Regions from separate parts of the Rattus norvegicus genome. Here region 1 is linked to region 2. The links are chromatin contacts, called in public Hi-C maps. All regions are on one chromosome and are shown on one strand. The core of a region is the stretch at or near the end of the contact, and the rest is flanking DNA. Distances in the headings are between cores, read along the strand shown.

Region 1 (6,519 bases), core at 3,358-5,857, 330 kb before region 2:
CTGACCCTGAAGACAACCCAGAAGAAATGGACAGACAGAGGAGAAAGGAGGAGAAAGAAAAACACAAAGGGAAATTTTCCCATGAAAATATTTTATTTTCTTTGAGAACAGGATACACCTGCAGGGCTCCTCGGCCCAGCCGCCTCTCCCTGCCCTGGCCGGTGCCAGATTCCTAGACCAACGGGGCCCTCTGCCGGCCACACCGCCGCGAGCCGGCACTGCAGCCAGGGGCGAGGGAACAGGTGACCGGCGAAGGGCGGCGGCCCAAGGCGCAGTCCAGGGCACCCAGGACCAGGGTTGCGACCCGAGGGGCTAACCAGGGCTCCCAGAGGGGGAATGAGAGGGTGATAAGCAGGGAGGGCAGACAAAGCTGGGGCGCTGCCATGCATGATGCCACCCGGGACCTTGGCGAACTCAAAGTGCAATGGGTGTCCCTCTAAAGATCGCTGGGTTCAGGCATCCCAGACCTGGGAAAGCTAGTAGAGAGGGAGGGACGAAAGGAACTAAAGGCGAAGAGACGCGCCCAACGACGCGGCAAAACTGCTAACGCATAGACAGTCGAGTGCGGGCGGCGACCCCGCGGGACAGTGGCGGCGTTTACCCCCTGGGTCAGGTCTCCCAGACGTGTTCCCGAGGGCTGAGGTCGGGGCCAGGCTCGGGCGAGCGCCAGAAGAAAGCACAAGAAAAATAAATTTCTCCAGCTTGGAGGGTTTTTTTCTCCCCTTTGGGGCTCAGTGCAAGGAACATCTGGATTTTGTACGTGTTTTTTTGTTGTTGTTAAATTAACTTTTCCAGGAGAGAAGGGGGGTAGTGGGCAGGGGCCAGGGAGGCTCCAGCCTTTTGGCAGGAACACCGCGGCCTAAGGCGGCGGCGGCGACTCGGGAGTCACGGTGGACCGCGGCCCCCAGCAAGCCCGTCGGGGACACCGACCCCTCTACCTCTAGGGCGCACGGCGGGCAACGACCTGCGGACCGAGAGGCGCGCTCGCTGCCAACTAACAACTCCAAGCCACCCGTGTACCCCGCCGAGCACCTGGCGAGTGCTGTCCCGGGCTCGATGCCCCCGTCCGGCCCCGCCGCCCTCGCCCGCCCTCGCGCGGCCGCCCGCCGCGGGCACCTACCCGAAGTAGGCGGCCGAAGGGCGCAGCGCGGCGAGCAGCAGCGTCAGCCCGAAGGCCGCGGCCAGCCAGCGCGCCAGAAGGGACCCATCCAGCATCTTGCCGCGCCGCGGCGGCTGACCATCGCGCTCCGGGCTCCGCGCAGGGCGCGCCGCGACCGCCGCCCTCTTATAGCGTCCGCAGCCGCGGCCGCGGGGCGGGGCGCCGGCCAGCTGGGCCCGGCCCGCCCGCGCCCCGGAGGAGGGGTCACGCCGGCGCCGGGGGCGGGCCGAAACCCGAGCTGCGCGCCCGCCGCTGCGGCGGAGCTGCTCGGCTCGCGGGGCGGGCCTGGGGCGCGCCGTGGGGAGGGCTGGGCACGTGGCGCGGTGGGAACCCCGGTCGAATAACGGAGCCAGAAGGAGCGGTGGGGCGGGACCGGGAGACCACGAGTAAGATTAGACCCCAGGGCTAGGTGTCTGCAGCCAGGACACAAGTGCAAGCTCCGGGGTGTCTCCTGACAGTTGGGGACCGGGTGTTGGCCGCTGGGAAAGACATTCGAAAGCCTAGAAACTTTGACGACTGTGCTTGAGGGGTAGTGACTGGGTGGTTTGGGGGTGACGTTAGCCACAGATTTCAGAGACGGGTGGACGTGAATCCACTCGCTGGAGAATGTTGCCAAGAGGGAGCCACTGCTTAAAGCTGGGGTACTGTGGCTGGAGGAATGGAAAGACGACCTCTCGAAGGGAGACCAAAAATGCATTCCTGCAGAGCCGGTGCTGTGGCCAACTTAGACCTAACAATGGGACGATATGGTCCTCAGAGGCCTTTTGACTATTAGCTGCAGATATCACTGACACACCTCATCCCCCAAACAGGATGGAAGATGAAGGAGACCGCTGGCCAGGATGGTGACTGGCCTGTGTGAAAGCCCAGAGCGGTGACTTATCATCATGGACTGAATTGTCTGTAAGTCAAACCTGGACTAAGACGCAGAGAAACACAAGTGCCCAGGACACCCAAGAGACTGTTTACAAGTCTCCTGACATTGGGGGAGGGGCGGCTTATTCAGGGACGATTCAAAGTGCTGGAGAATAGGACTGAGTGATTGGGTCCCGACACATGCCCACCACGTGTCAACCTTCGGTGCTGGAGACGCACTTATGTGCAAGACAGTGACAGCACACACACCAGAGGCAAGCTAACGAAACTCAGGGTCGGCTAACACTAGTGTGCCTCCCTGACCTGGGCTTGCAGGGGCAAACTCCATGCCCTGGAAGGCAAACCTCTTTACCAGCCAGCACCTTCTGAACTTAGAAGGGCTGATTCTGGATCGGAGACCTCCAAGTCTGAGAGGTTTGAGCTCCTCTGGGAGGCTGGGTTGTCTAGCTGTGCACAGCAACTGCTCAGCCACCTGTCACTGCTCCAAAGGAAAGCAGAGGAGGAAATGAGCGCAAAAAAAATCACATCAGCCTCCGCACTGGTCAGAGCCAAGCAGGTTACTCCTGTGGGTGTGGACCACCCAAGTGAATATACTCTGTCCTGACTGAAAAGCTTCCATATGTGGTGGGTGTGTGGCTGGGTGAGGGGTCAGGAGAGCCCATCAGTTCCTCTCTGGGCCTTGGTTTCCCCAATCAGAGGCCCATTTAACTGCAGTCAGAGACTCATATCTCTCCCCATTGCTAGGAACCCTCCCACACCCTACAGAGCCACCCAATGATGCTTCTGCAGCAAAATGAACCCAGAAGGCAGCTCCAGCCATCCGAGCATTGGGGGGTGGGGGTGGGAGGCTCAGCATCAGGGAGACTTCCACCTTCCACCTGGAGGCCTGGCTCCCGCCCCAAGGAAGAAGCAGGAGACGGGAGACCCTGAGCGATGACATATTTAAAGGCACGAGATTGCTTCCAAGAAAAATGATGTGTGAGATTGTAAACGGGTGTCGCCAGGCACTGCAGGCGATGCATATTCAGTGAGAGTGGAGCTGGCACCTTGGCCACCCAGCAAGTGCTGAGGAAGGAGGCAGCAGCCGGGCAGCCCAGGCACAGAGAGGCCCGGTTTCGGCCCTGGACATCTATGGAGATGAGTTGCTTGCTAATGAGGATGACCCAACTTTTAGATGCTAGGGACAGTTCTGCTTTCTTTAGTTTTGGGTAGTTCTGATCACAGCAATGGGAGGTGGGGCTAACCTATCTCTGAGTGACCTGTCAAACTCAGAACCCTGGCCTATCTCCTGGGCACGAGGGCATGTGGGTGGCAGGACTCATGCTAGCACAAGGCCATGCCAGATCTAAGTCTTAGGGCTTTCCCAGCCTTCTATTTCCATTGATGGGGTAATGGCAATAGAAGGTGGATATACACCCCATGTCCCACCTTCAACAGGACTTCAGGAGATGGTGAGTGCCACAGCACACTGTTACCTGCATGCTGCTCACCCAGGGCCATAGCAGCCTCGCTCCATAGCACCGGAAAGCCAAGGTGTCCCCTCTCTCTCAGACCTTTGAGTTGCTTCTTCATATAGGGTCTTGTACTACTATGCTCTCCCAAAGGAGCACCCAGTCCCACTATATCTGTCCAAACAGCCACCAATCAGCCTAGCATCTGGGAGAAGAGGGCCCCAGCCCCATGCAGGATCTGCCACATGTGTCTGTGTCTCTGCTGAAAATAGGTAGAAAGGAGGGAGAAGCTCAGGGGAGGGGGCACTAAGGGACAGAGGTCCAGGAAACCTGTATCCCAAAATGGAACAAGAGGGCTTTTCTGGGGCTGGTCAAAATGCAATGCCCAAAGGAGCCACTAAGTAGATAGAAAGCAAATTCTGATAGAAGAGCTATTAATAAGCATCGGGTACTAAGCTGAGCCCTCTGAGTTTGGCAGAGCACACGTGCCCAGGGACAGGCAGCAGTGGAGAAAGGGACACCCTCTCCCTCCTCCTCCTCATCCCTCCTCCATCCACACTCTTTCTTACCACCTTCCCTTCCCCAGTGTAGGTAATCTCTCAGCTTTGCAGAGTGTGGAAGGGCAGGTCAGAGCAGCTGAGTCATGCTCTTTGATGGATCTTTAGGCTTGAGCCCACTTACAGGCCCAGAACCCCCCAAATTAAGGGAAGATCGGGTCCCCTTGAGAAAGGACCCAGCTAGTTGCCTATGTTTACACAGGTATTCTCTCAGCCTGCCTCTCGGTTCTTTGCCAGAGTGACCAACCATGAGAGGAAAGGAAATGGTCAGCTCATCCTTTTTAGAGTCTAGACTCACATGTATTCTCAGGGTCCTGAAATGTCACTGCCATCCTCTGAGAATACAACAGGCTTGAGAGAGACAGGTGACAATGCTGTCTTAGACTCTGTGGACCCAATACCACCCTGCTGCCATTTCCCAAGTCTAGGGCTGCAAAATATGCATAGACAGTGAGCAGCAGGACCCACAATAGGCAGGAAGAGATTAAGGTGGTGGTATTTATCCTGTCCTGTATACTCACTAGGCATTTGAAACTGGGAGAACCAATCTCGGGTGGTCTGGAAGGAGTGGGGCAAGGGGCCACTTATCAGGAAACACTGCCTAATTGAGAAGGTTGGGCAGGGGTCTCCCTGGGGGAAAAAGCAAAACCATGCATGAGTCATTTGAAATGAAACTGGACAGAGTGTGAGGAGAAATGAATCCACCCAGATTGCCAGACATGGACAGAATGAGCTCATGGCTGTGATAATGTGTGGTGTGATGTGTGATGTGTGTGTGTGTGTGTGTGTGTGTGTGTGAGAGAGAGAGAGAGAGAGAGAGAGAGAGAGAGAGAGAGGGAGAGAGAGGGAGGGGGTGGGAATGGGTAGGGAGAGAGGGGGAGAGAGAGAGAGAGATCAGGCACAGAAGCTCGAGCTCGCGCGCGCGCGCGCGCACACACACACACACACACACACACACACACACACACACACACAGCGTGATTCCCATGCTGGAGCCATGCCTGGGTAGCTAAACTGCAAGGCCACACTGCCCCCTGCCGCTCGGTAAGAGAATGACTAGTGCCCTAACCAGCGTCTTGGCTACTATCCCAGCCAACATGTGCATACCTACAGTCTGGACAGCACCAGCCCAAGTCCCAGCTTGGGACAGATGCCAGGCTTGGGACAGAAAAACATTAATCTACACCAATATATCCTCTGGGAGATGAGTGTGAAGAATTTGTTGTTTTTTTCTTGTCTCCAAGACATTTATTAAATTGTTTTTACTAGACGATCCTCAGATACAACTCCCAAGCCCTGTTTTTCTGTGGGTACTGGCTAGGGCGCAGAAAATGGCTTCCTATTTGATGGGCATTTCACCGCTGTGTTCCTCAATGCTTGCTCTGCCAGGCAGGAACTTTCAGTCTTACCTCCTGCATCCCAGGGAAGGATGGTCTTCGTTTTGAAGCCCAGCACATCTGGCTGAGCACCTAGTGAGAGCGGCGTTGATAGGATCTCCACTGTGGGTCACCAACCCATCCACAAACGTCATGGTTTCTGTCCTTGCTGTTCCCCTCATCACAACCTTAAAGCCCTTGGTTCTGCCCTCTTCGGTGAACCATAGAATAGCATAACTTGGAAAGGCCCTTCTATCTGCTTCTTTTCTTTTATTCTTCCCCCTTTCCTCCTCCCTTTCCTCCTTTCCTTTCTGTTATTGTTATTGTTTTACTGCCCTTGACCTCACTATGTAGCTAAGGACCTTACATTTTTGATCTTCCTGCCCCTCCTCACAAATACCAGGATTCGTTGGGCATTGTGCCATCTTATGCAGTTCTTGGCACCGAGTCGCATGCTGGGAAGTGAATCTCCATACCTCCCTCCAGACCCCCTCTCTTACATATCCCAGGCTGTCCTTGAACCCCTGATCCTCCTGCCTCCAGCTGAAGTGCTGAGATGACAGCTGTGCATCATTCTACCCTGCTTCCTCCAGAGACCTTCTGACCACAGGCTCTGCCTAAGTAGTGCACACACACCTTCCACGGCTGCTCTTCCAGTGTGAAGTCCCATCGGCCCTCAAAGACGTTGCCGCATTCATCAGTAGTTTTGGGTTTTTTGTTTTGTTTTTTACTTTCCACTGTTTCATACGGTTGTCCTTCCATGTCTGAGGGAAAGGGAGAGACATCTATTGCTTGCCGGAGCTGATCTGGCCGTTTGGCTGTTGTGGAAGACAAAGTCAAAGGCTACCGTCAGATGTCGCTTCTCTGGAGATCTTGTTTGTGTGTTTGTTTTTGTTTTTGTTTTAAGATTTATTTTGATTTTACAGGTATGAGTATTTTGCCTGCATGCATGTGTTTGATGTCTTTAGAGGGTAGAAGAGGGGGTCAGATGCCCTGGAACTGGAGTTACAGACAGTTTAAGCTGCCAGGTGGGTTCTGAGAGCCCAGCCTGTGTTCTGTGCAAATGTGAAAGCACTCTTTTCTGCTGGCCAATCTCCTGC
Region 2 (6,836 bases), core at 536-3,035:
ACGTGTCCGCAAAGGCCTCAAGCACTAGTTGCATGCAACCCTACCATTGGTTAGGGTAGGGTGCAGACTTCCTTCCAGGAGGCCCTGGGATAGGCCTGGGCTCTCCCCTCAGCTGCCAGTTCCTGCCTATGTGAACCTTCCTCCCATCTCTTTGGTTCTGCTGGAGGATGGAAGGTTCCCCTCTGGATACTCACTCATGGCCCTGGGGCCAGAGGCCAAGAATGAACCTGTCACCAAAACCATGTAGGCCAGCCTGGCCTAAAGAACTCCCATCCCAAGCTCTAGTGGGTGGAGGAATGGCTCACTGTAGACCTCACTGGTCACAGGTAAAAGCTATCTGCTGATTTCCGGGTGTCACCAGAAAGCAGGTGGTGTCGCCACACCCACATCTGCTCCTGTGAGGCTATGGAGGTGAGGCCACTGAACAGCCACCGATGCCTAACATGCAGAAGACAGAGATCAACTCTACAGGAGGGAGATTCTCTCTGCCCTTGGCCTATCTCCTAGTCAGTTCACAAGGTCTCTTTCTGGGATCCACACCTTTTGGGATAAAAGGCCTAGGGTAACTGTTCCTCTTTGGTTTTCTTTCTCTTTTCTTGTGTGAAGACCTATGCAAGAGAAATTTAATGTGTTACTTAAGCTGTGGCTTTTCCTGCTGATCTGTCTAGTCAGTTTGTTAAGTTCAGTGAACCTGACAGGGTAGAGGACAAAGGTTTCCTTCTTTGGCAACAGAGTAGCTTTAGTGTTGTCCCTTCGGGGCTTATCATGTCACTTGTGGCACCATCAAGGGGCCTGTGGTGGCAGGAAGGTAAACCTGCTACAACAATTGTTAAACGGGTATGGACCAAACAACAGGAAAAATTACAGGGACGATCTCTAGAAGCTCCAAACCTTTGTGCTAAAACCCAAAGCAAAGTTGACTTGGTGCCTGGTTTATTCTGGTTACCCGAGTTCATGCTGTGATGGTAACACACTGGTCAAGTATCAACTCTGACATAGGCCAAACTGTTGATCTGCCAGTAGGCCCCTTCACAAGTTTTCCCAGCTCAGTCAGGACTGACTACCAACACCTGGTTTTCCCAGAATGCCGGTGCATCTCATCCTGGAAGACAGGCTAAATCCTGACCCCCTTACAGGATCAAGTTAACTGTAACTCACACTCCCTCAACTCTGGGCAGGGCAATAACCGGACATCCCTTCGCACCAGGCATGGGCCGGTTGCACCCGATGGAACGCACCTTGAGGTCGTCCGCCGCCTCCTGCAGCGGTCGCACCCGGTGAGCCCAGTGCTCCGAGCGCTCGCAGGTGGGGCACAGCAGGCTGAGGTCGTCGCCGCAGAAGGTGGTTAGCGGCTCCCGGTGCGCCGCGCAGACGCCCTGGGGGACGGGCGAAGGCGGGTGCAAGCGCCGTGCCATTTCTGCCATTTTGGCGAGCGGGCGGTTGGGCCGTAGGTTCCTCTGCGCCGACACCTCGCGGCACTCGGGGCACGCGTACGGGCCCTCCGGCTGGCCCCAGCAACGTCGGATGCACTCCCGGCAGAAGTTGTGGCCGCAGTCAGTCATCACTGGGTCGGTGAAGTAATCAAGGCAGATGGCGCAGGTGGCCTCCTCTTGGAGGTTGGTGGACAAGTCTGGAGCGGCCATGGTGCTAGCGGCTGCGCCTGGATCAGGCTCTTCGTGGTGCCGGGGGGCAATCAAGCTATTCCGCAGAGAGAGCGCAGGAGGAGCGGGCCCGGAGCAGATAGCGGCACTCTTAGCCTCCTGGGTAGTGGGTACTTCCGGCACTGGGCTCGCAGACTTCCGCCGGAATAGGAACCGCGGCGGAAGCAGAAAACTGGCTTTTATTATTCTTTTAGAACCCGCTTTTGTCTTGGATTAGTCGCTGTTTACCACACGGCTCGGGAATGGGATCGAATTATAGTGCAAGAGATCGCATTTTCATGGTGACAGTTTTCCGCAGGTGGTGTCCCCGCTCCCCCAGACCCGGGTCCTGCCAAATTTGGCCGTGGGTTCTGTAGGTGATCTTGGGCATTGTGTAAAAAACATTTGCCTGGCAATAAAAAGCTGATTGGCCAATGAGCTTAGGCAGGCAATTAGAAGGTGGGATAGCTGGAAAAGAGGGTGCGGGGTGGATGCTGGGATCCACACAGGCCCCAGAAGAGCCGATGGAGATAGCAGCAAAAACTGACGACCAGGTAATCAGTTACATGTGACAGAACTTAGAATAGAATAACAGAATGATTAATTTATGCCATAGTCAGGAAACAGCCAAAGTTTATGGTGATGACCGACTCCGGCCACAACTTCTGCCGCGAGTGCATCCGACATTGCGGGGGTCAGCAATTTAGAAAAGTTCTGGACAGCGGCAGGGAACTAGAAAGCCAGGCAGGGCTCCTTTAAGATTTCCCGCAGCGGCTGGCTGAGCACTTGAGCAACTGCGGGTAGCAAGCCGGAACGCACCCCAGCCTGTGTAGTGCGGCGGCCCGGGCGGTCCTACCGCGGCTGCAGAGTCAGGCAGCGGCTTGCTACGAGCCTCTGGTGTGTCCCGCAGGTGAGCAACTTCTCAGAGCTGCACTAGCCAAACGCAGTTTGCGACCCAGAGCTGGGGAAGTAGGCTTGGCTTCCGGCCGGTGGCTGCAAATAAAGACCTAAAGCCTTTAGACCGTAGGCTGCAGTTGGGGAAGACCTGGGTAGGGCCAGCAGAAGGTGGAACCAATGGGCAGCCTCCTGAACTGAGCTGAGTGGGTGAAGTTAAATGCCATAGACACTTGCTGGTCTGTGGAGCCTGCAAACTAAAGGGCAAAAGAGACATTTTTTTCCCACAGCTGCTGTGGAACTAAAAAGCCCCAAACTTCTGAACTGGTAAGGAATTAAGTTTGAAAATAAAAGAGGAAAGAGACTAAATATAAAACATGATAGATTATTTAAAATTGGGAAGTCGAAGTCCTTACGGAGTTAGAGATTAAAGGGAAAAATATTTTCCATGTTAAAAGTGGAAAGAGACAAAATGGCACAGGGCATCTGGAGTGCGTATAATTTCACAATACACATCAGCATAGAAATTATTTTTTTTAATAACGGTTAAAATTTTATATATCCTTTTAAAAAGAGATCAAAAGAAAACAGACTTAGATAAGACTGGAAGATAGAATTGTAGGTAGGTTATAGGCCTTAGAAAATTAGAAAAAATATAAATGAAAATGAGGAAATTTTTATAGTAGTAGAGATACAAGAGGAGATATGAGAAATGGAGACAAGCCATAGAAGAGAAATTGGAAAGATTTATAAATAAAATGAAGAAAATACTAAGATAGCAGAGCTACAAGTAGAAAAATATAAAAAAAAAATGGAGATGGGCCTTAGGAAAAAAATTAGAAAAAATTAGAATTGAGAGAGGTAGTGAGATAGACAGAGGAAGGCCAGAATGTAACAAGCACCAGCATGTAACAAGACTGAAAAGGGCAGTCTCTATCTGTTAAAAACAAAAAAACAAAAAAACCTGAAATCCACAGGGTTATCAAGAATTTGAGTCGGAACTTACAGAGGCACAGGATTTTAAAGTTTAAGGAAGCAGTAATGATCTGTGGCTTACATTCACCTTATGTAATAACTGGGCCACACAACATCATGTAATCCAAACCACTGGAGATTTGATGCCAGCCATCTTAGGGCCTGGCCTTCAGTGACAATGGCTGACATGATGGAAAGATGAGGCTTCAATCATGAATCCACAAAATAGGACAAGAGGCATTGATATTGTCAAGGATCAGTTACTAAGGGGAGGTCCCCGTATTGGGAATTGAGAGTACAGATTTCCCTTGATGATGCTGTCCCAAAACAGTGCCTTATAATAACCTTACATGCATGGGATGAGGTTGAACAACAGGGTAGAGTTCAGTCACTTATAAAGATAACCCAGGGTTCAAATGCCTTCCACTGGCTTTTTACAAAGATTAACTGTGGCTCTAAGTAAAGCAAGGTCAGATCCAACTACTAGAGGGATTTTAATTGAATTGTTAACTCTTTTAAAAATGCGAATGCTGAATGCAAAAAGGCATTTAAGGTCCAGATCTGTACTTTATACATGGATAAGAGCTGCTGTGGATATAGAGTTTAATACTGACAGTCCAGTTATGCTGGCACAGACACAGCACAAAAAGCCTGTGAACCAGCCTGTCGTTCCCTAAGGACTGGAAGCAAACGGTTCCTAAAGGATACCTTCTTCAGTCATCACGATTCTGGGAGGAACTTTCCCTTGAAATGTGGAAGGCTTGGCAGGAACCGACTGGATGTAAGGGTTGGGAATGCAGGTCATCCAAAGAAATGCAGAGCAACTCCTTAACACCTGAAAACAGGCTCTGCTCTGGGCTCAACCAAAAACCTGAGCCATTTGTTTTCCTTCCGAAAAACATTTAGAATAAAACTCTAAGCCTGATACAACAGACTGCCCAAAACTCAAGCAAGCCATTTAATAGATAGAGCTGCTCTTACGGATCAGAGGGATTCTGAAGATACCAAAAGCCAGATATTGCGGCAAACTATGATAAATGGTGAGAGACCAAAGTTAAAATTACAGTCGGATGGACTTGAGATCAAAGGATTAATGGACACAAAAACAGATGTCACTTTAAAATAGAAAAAAAAAATCTTGAAAGGTTTTAAGAAAAATCAAAATGTCGGATATTTTTAATTATGGTAAATAAGGTCATTTCAAAAGGGATTATAGGCAAGGTGTTCCCAGAAACAATGTTTTCCTAGAGATAATCAAAAAAGAAGCCCCAGCCTTCTAAAACATGCCAAAAAAAAAGTGGCAAAGGCTGACACAGGACTAGTGACCGTAGATCAGCAGAGACAGGGTAACATTGTTGGGGAATACTCATTATGTTAATGTGGAAATGTATAACACCTGAAAGACCCCCGGAGAGGACCTTTCCCTCAGGAGGAGTCTCAAGCGCCCAATGACCGAGCCGAGTCCACTCGGATGCAATCAGCAAGAGGGTTTATTGGAAAACACAGGTACCTGCGGGCACACAGTCTCTTCGGAAGACTTGCACGCCCAGCAGCTCCAGCATGGGGCTTTTATAGGGAGTGGGGAAGCAGAAGCGGGCGTACAGAAGCAGATGTATAGTTACGGGGATTGGTGGATTCAAACGAGGCACATAGACATGTTCACATATGATTGGCTATTTCACATGATGAGGTAATAAGGTATAGCTACACACATTGGCAGGTTTGGGGCGTCCTGGATGTCGGGGGCTGGGGGCTTATCTCTTCCTGCCAGGTGGCCTGTGAGTCAGATCAGGTACTCCTGGTCTGTTCTGCATTCCTTTCCTTTTATGGTCTGTTAGTTCTAGCGGCAGGGCGGGGCTGCCTGGACTTGCTTTTCACAGTGTTTAGTCCTGAGTTGAAACATACTCTTTTAACTTCATATTTTTAAACCTTAAATCTGTATAATTTTCCTTTCACACCTTTGACAGTTTGTGTGCTCACAGAAACCACCAGAAAAGCAGCCCTGACAAGATTCACCTTGAGGATGCTGAGATGGTGAGGTGTAGTGAGAGGACTGAGACAGACTGACTCCATGACAGGCTTCAAATTGGGAGTTCAGGAGACTAGGTCTAGATCTCTATTTCCAAGAACTGGGCACATCCAGGCAAGCCAGTTACTGGAAAAGCTCCAGGCCTGGGGCAGCCAATCAGAAACTAACCCAACATCAGTAGCTGTCCATCACCTAGCCTGAGGCAAGGGCAATGGTCAGAAACAGTTTCTAGGCTTCCCCAGCAACAGTTTCCAGCTCTCCCAACCTCCACAATGGTTCTGGAATGTCCCTAGAGATAGAGGCAACTAATTAAGATAAGGTTACCCACCCCTCCCTGGAATTCCCCCTAATGTGCTTTTAGTGCTGTGAGCTCACCCGGGCATCTCCATCTTGGCAAGCAGTGGGCCCTAACGTGCTTGTGCAGAATAAAGCTCGTGCTTTTGTGTACTCTGAGTTCGGGGTGTCATTCTTTGGCGAGTCATGGACCCTTACAGTATCTATTCCAGCACCTCGCCTGATCCTACCTCAGACTGCCTCAACGATGTTTCTTCAAAATTCTGCATCCAGGATAGCATCAAAGAAAGCTACTTGACCGCAGTTGGTCACATCAAACTGTTCTGTTGTAGTCAGGACTTCAGCTAAGCCCTGAACTTCCTCTATACATAGAAAAGGACAACTGCTACAGCTAGCTCTCTTAGGATTTAACCATTTTCCCAGTTTTCTTGGGCCCCCTAAAAGGAAACTATACCCCAAATCAGCAGACAATTTTAAGAGAGTGTGCCCCATTCCCCAAAGGCAGGGGTGGGTGATTGTTTTGGTAGTTGGATGGCTTATGGATGTTTGTCATTTAAGGGGAGTGGTTACAAGTTGCTATGGTCTTAGATCAGGGAGGAAACAACAGTTAGACTCAGGGATTTCTCTTTTTCTTTCCTCTATCTTTCTAATCTAGTGTTGAGGGGAAAGTGGGGTGGAGGGTATAGGAATAATGGTATATTATTAAATCTACTTTTAGACCAAAGAATATTAACAAGCCAAAAATCTTACATTGGTATAGATCTTTGTATATTGATACAAAATTGTCTTAGGGTTTTACTGCTATGAACAGATACTATAACCAAGGTAACTCTTATAAGGACAACATTTTATTGGGGCTGGCTTACAGGTTCAGAGGTTCAGTTCATTATCATCAAGGTGGGAGCATGGCAGCATCCAGGCAGGCATGGTGCAGGAGGAACTGAGAGTTCTACATCTTCATCTGAAGGCTGCAAGCAGAATACTCCCAGGCAGCTAGGACAAGG

Evidence for each region. Hi-C and Micro-C count contacts between places; a contact is called where the count stands out from the background.
Region 1: a Hi-C map of Schwann cells shows a contact between it and region 2, with 5 times the contacts expected there. The contact joins the enhancer-like site here to the promoter of Trim11 in region 2. A contact is called at or near these places in 9 of 12 Hi-C or Micro-C datasets (the A7r5 cell line, the Rat2 cell line, Schwann cells and 6 more).

Annotation. Positions count from the first base shown.
Region 1 is chr10:44,588,474-44,594,992 of GRCr8, reverse strand. It overlaps Wnt9a (Wnt family member 9A), which reads right to left and starts at 1,302. Exons shown (of 4, transcript NM_001105783.2): 1 at 1,121-1,302. The coding sequence starts at 1,215. Within about 2 kb of position 4,607, at least 1 of the 93 cell types and tissues checked has an H3K27ac peak or open chromatin away from gene starts, as enhancers often do.
Region 2 is chr10:44,252,823-44,259,658 of GRCr8, reverse strand. Trim11 (tripartite motif-containing 11) reads right to left here and starts at 1,785. Exons shown (of 6, transcript NM_001399546.1): 1 at 1,239-1,785. The coding sequence starts at 1,643. LOC102555997 (a long non-coding RNA gene) reads left to right here and starts at 4,827. Exons shown (of 2, transcript XR_005490249.2): 1 at 4,827-6,836.